2 separate regions of the Gossypium arboreum genome follow, and region 2 is linked to region 1. A link is a contact called in public Hi-C data. All regions are on one chromosome and are shown on one strand. Each heading gives the region's core, a stretch centred on a gene start, on an enhancer-like site or on the middle of the called end of the contact. The rest is flanking DNA. Distances are from core to core; before and after follow the strand shown. Region 1 holds the start of LOC108484548 (NDR1/HIN1-like protein 13). Region 2 holds the start of LOC108484209 (beta-fructofuranosidase, insoluble isoenzyme CWINV1-like).

Region 1 (2,624 bases), core at 89-2,588:
AAAAGAAAAGGTTTACCATTAACAAATCATGACATGAAGTTTGGAATATGAAAACAATCGAAGAACCTATCTTATTTTAACTGCGGTTATCCGTAACCCTAATTGCCATTTCCCACTTTTCAGTCATTTGCTTATAGAGGTGGCTGCTGATTATTATTATGGAATTACAAAAATTATTAAAACCAGCCATCAAACTTCAAACAAATAATGCTGGAAATCTGATTGATAGAATTGGTATATGACGTTACATTTTTTAAATGAAAAAAAAAATCCAATTTCACACTCAAATTTCAACACCAAAACCATAATAAAAAATTCATCAAAATGGAAAACCTTTATCCCTCGTCTCAAAACGTCCATTTCCAGATCTTGATACGGAGATCAACCTTACATTTAGCGCCGGAGACATTGGCCGCCGCCGGCAACTTACCTTTCGGGACAACCCCTTTAATCCCATCGCACGTAATTCTAATCCCAACTTTCTTGCTCATCAATCCACCCATTTTTGCTGTCACTTTAGTATCCATCTCAACTTTCAACGACACTCCATTCCCTGTCTTCAGTTCCGGTCTCAAGTTGTTCACCGTCTCCGCGTCCAAATCCGACGACGACGCCACCGTAACCCCCCTGAAAGTCGACTCCTCTTTGCCGTCGCTGACGAATGACGGCAACGTTCCGTTCCCTATCAGAACGTCGCCATTGCTGGTCACACATGAAATGACGAATGGGTCGTACGAGAAGGAGAGATGAGAGTTGGGGTTTTTGGAAGAAAGGGTTAAGTTGAAAAGGGTTGAAAGATGGGAAGTGGAGGAGTCGGCGGCGGTTTTGAGCTTCAAGCGGTGGATACGGAGGGAAGCGAGGGTGAAAGAAGGGCGGTGAGGGCGGTAAAGGACGTAAAGGACGGTGCCAGTTATGGCTACTAAAAGGGCGAGCACGAGCATTATGAGGATGATCCAGAAACAGCAGCAGCAACAGTAGTTGCGCCGTGGACGGTAGTTGCGACGTCTGTTATGGGGCTGTGGACGGTAGGGTAGGCGGGCGGTGGGGTTAATGAGGTGGGATTTTGTAGTTCCGCCGTTGGTTGTGGTGGTGGTGGTGGTGGTAGTAGTAGTAGGAGCTGCTGATCCACCAGGGGCAGCGGTGGCGGTGGGTTTGGAGGAAGGGAATACTTTGTCCGCCATTGTCAAAAACTGAAAAATGGAGGATGTTTCAAAGGAAAAGTTGGAAAATGGTGAAATTTGTAAAGGGAGAAAGAGTGAATTCGAGGAGAAGAATTGAACATTGAAGTGAAAGACTGGTACTTTCCACCTTTGGATGGTACCACCTCACCATATTTGGATTTATTTATTTTTTAAATTATTGTGTTTAATATAAGCATTTAATCGAATTTTTTAAAAGTTATTTTAGCCAATTAAATTTGATAATTCCATGTTAATGTATACAAACGTAGGTCAACTTTGAGCACTCTAATTTCTTCAAAGTAACAGCGTCGGAGGAACAACTTAACTAATTAAGGCTAGGAGCACATCGCCGACAGTAGGGATGAGCAGACCGGTGCTCACCGTGAGGCGGACCGACCGACCCACCCCTAAGTCTAACTATGAATTTTTTAACTGCAATTACTTAAATATATCCTATTGGAGTTGAAATTACCGCGACTACCACTCACATTTTTGTATTTTAATATAAGCATTTAATTGAATTTTTTAAAAGTTATTTTAGCCAATTAAATTTGATAATTTTATATTTTAATATAAATATTTTAATTTTATAATATAATTGATTTGTGAGTAATTATTTTGATTAAAATGCAAACATATTTTTATGATAAAAGTAATGTCAAATAGTTCATTTCCTCAGTTCCTTTTTTCTTTAAATAGTATCAACATTTTAATAAAAATAATAATTAATGGTATTAAATTATTGAGTTCATTAATAATATTATAAAATGATTATATTAAATTAAAATATAAAACTTTATATTTAAATTTCTGAAGTACTTTACTGAAGTGTTGAAAATAATAAATTTAAAAAAAATCAGCTTTTCAAACTTGAATGTCAAGTCAAGGTTTTTCTTTCATTTTGGTTAATGTCCGAAGGAACATGTTACACGTTGGTTAGGATCTTTTTTATTTTAGATCTCTTTGGCTTTTGAGATGTGATGATGGCGTAAACTATCAGCAATAATTATTAGGTTAACTTTTTTTTTTTGAGTTTTAGATTTATTAATTATTTTGTATAAATTTGCTCATTGCTTTTTAATGTATTAGTCACTTTTATTGGCGGAGTAAAATTCATTTCTTTCGAAAAAAAATTGAATTTCAAATTAACTTAAGTGAGTTTTAAATTTTTTAGTTAACTTGAATTAATTGAGTTTAAATTTAAATTTTACAATTTAAATAATTTAAAATGAATAAATTGACCTTCCTCAACAACAATTAAAAAAGTTCAAAATAATTTTAAACAATTTAATATAATTTTCAAAATTCAAAATATTTATAAAAGATTCAAAATTCTGTACTTTTTAAAAGATTATAATTTTAAAAAAATTATAGAATATATAAAGAAAGTTAAAATTTTAAAATAATAAATTTGGGACTTAATTTTAACTAAATTAATTATTC
Region 2 (2,624 bases), core at 45-2,544, 360 kb before region 1:
TCAGTGTCAACCAAAAAGTTATCTGTCACGGAGGTATAGTTTCCTAGTACATAGTGATCGCTGTTGTCGAAGCTTGCCTTGAGAACATGTTTTGTGAATTTGTCAAGTGAAGAGGTTTCAACTCCATTTTTTCCATCAATGGAAACTGGATAGAAATCAGGACATTCCCACATGCCAGTCCTTGTGGATGAGTGAATAGGTTCTTTGCTCTGGGACCATGTAATGAAATCTTGACTTCGATAGAGCAGTGCCCTTCCATGGCCATCCATCTCGTTTCCAACTAAGACTCTCCATAATCCATCAGGGCCTTGCCAAGCAGTTGTTGGATCCCTAAAGTTCTTTGGGTCAATACCATCAACAGGGGACATTAGAGGATTATGAGATGATTTTACCCATTCCCTTAGCAGAGGATCAGATAGGTTCTTTGGCTCAGCCAAGTTCTGAACTTGACGATTCATGGTATCACTTCCAGTGTATAAAATGACAGGTTTCTCCCCGGAAAGGAACGTGGTTGAGCCTGACCAGCAACCATTGATATCGAAAGGATCACCGGGAGAAAGTGCAATATCAAGATTAATCCAGTTGACAAGATCATATGATATTGAGTGAGCCCACGTTATGTTGCCCCACACTGCAGCATACGGATTATATTGATAGAACAGATGGTAAACTCCCTTGTAGTACATTGGACCTGAGGTAGATGGATCATATGGAACATTATTACAAAATTAACCACAGTTTGTTTGTTCATATGAGGAATTGCAGGAATATCATGACCATAACACATGAAAAGCTTAACCAGGAGAAACAAAATGGCTTACCATTAGGATCTGCAGTGCCATAAGTGCCCCATTTGAGGATTACATGTCAAAAAACACACAAAAAAGAAAAAGTCAACTCTGTAAAACTGGGTATAAAGACGGTAAGTCGAAGTTGTAAGGAAACAAACCATTCATCCAGTTTTTGGGAGGCTGAAAGTGGTAGCCAGTTCTATAAGGCTGATCCCTTGGAAGAGATTGATGCTTTTTGTCTTGTCTATGAGATTGAACTCCATTTCCCAACAACAAAAGCCAGAAGCCAATGACCAAAACAACAGATTTCTCCATTGTAACCTCCAGCTTCAGGTAAGTCATCAATGGCTCAATGGTTGTTATGTAGTTCCCATAAAGATATTAACAAAATGAAGACAGTTTCAGGATGGTAGGCTGAATCATATTCTGGTTAACTTTTTCCCCATTTGTTCCTGTAACAGTGCAGGGTCAACTCAAAAACCCAAATGAATAAGGAAAGAGTGCCAGACTTATATAGCAATATAGATAAGTTTATTAAATTTAATACTCTTACTAATGCAACTTGTCCATTTAATTATATGCTTAGTTTCTATAAGTAACAAATGAGATACCAATTACCTGACAAGAAAACACGTGATTGTGTCTTTATTATCAATCTATTCAAAAGAGTTTAATTATTTCCCAATCCCTATACTTTTCACAAGATTTTAAAATTTGAATTCCAATTGGGCTTCCATTAAATTAGATTATGACATTTTAATAATTTAAATTTGCTCATGCAATTGGATTAGCTATCACCCGCTTTTTTCTCTCTCTCACTGATTTTTTCTTTCTTCTTCTCATTCGCTCCACATGTCTTCTCTCTTTTTCAATTTACAGATTTATTTTGTGAGTATCTTTGCTATCTTTACAAGTTATGATAAACAGATAACGATGTCTGTCGTTCGCTAAAACTCCACATGTAGCCAGTAGTTTTTCTTGGAAAGTGAGTGGTTCTTCGTTAACTTCTTAATCTATTTCTGTTTTGAGAATATTTTAGAATAATAAATGATTTCACGAGTCAATTTGGACTCGTGTCATCTTAAGTTTTATATTTTTTTTGTTTGCTTTTCCATTGTTTAATAAATCTTTATTTTTAGAAGTTTTTATCTACTCTTATAGTACGATTTTTAGTTTTGCTTATGCATGTAATATTAATTTTACAAGTCATTTTAGGGATGGTTTTGTTGTCGTCCTCTATAGTTTGATGAATGCTCAATTCTTTTATCAATTTTTACTCGTTGCTTTGGACCATCAGGGGCTAATTTTTTTATCGTGTTAAGTGCTTGCAATCACTCTAAATATATCGTGCTTGAATTGTAATAAAAACAATTGTTAACGTGTTATAATATTCTATTAATGCTAAAGCTAAAGCTTTTATTGTACTAATGGAACTTGTCCTTCGACATCTACTATAAATATTTTTTTTTTCTAAATTTGATAATTCTATTCTTAAAAAAAATAACATTTCTCATGTAATGAATTTATAACGGTGTGAAAGTTGTAATAGCTATTTTTGTCCAAGTTATCTTTAATACCAAGTTAGTTAAGATTTCACTTTTTGGATTCAATTTTGATTTAAATTTCGAGTTTCCATATCATTTACAACTTCGGTCATAGATTTGAAATTATTGAAAAGCGAAATTACTAAAAACTCAAAATTGATCTTACGGAATCATTGGATTCATGTTATGTATTAAAAAAAAACTTCATTACAGATTAAATATATATTATTTATTATTAATGTTATAGTTAGTAGTTTTGTCAAAAGCATTAGTGGTGGGATGTGGACCT

The links. A called contact is a pair of places that touch in the nucleus more often than the background predicts.
Region 2: a contact with region 1 is called in a Hi-C map of leaf, with 2.3 times the contacts expected there. The contact joins the promoter of LOC108484209 here to the promoter of LOC108484548 in region 1. A contact is called at or near these places in 2 of 5 Hi-C or Micro-C datasets (both in leaf).

What each region holds. Positions count from the first base shown.
Region 1 is chr6:110,658,702-110,661,325 of ASM2569848v2, reverse strand. LOC108484548 (NDR1/HIN1-like protein 13) reads right to left here and starts at 1,338. Exons shown (of 1, transcript XM_017788369.2): 1 at 174-1,338. The coding sequence starts at 1,181. The coding sequence ends at 348.
Region 2 is chr6:111,016,308-111,018,931 of ASM2569848v2, reverse strand. LOC108484209 (beta-fructofuranosidase, insoluble isoenzyme CWINV1-like) reads right to left here and starts at 1,294. Exons shown (of 6, transcript XM_017787915.2): 1 at 950-1,294; 2 at 822-830; 3 at 1-691. The coding sequence starts at 1,133.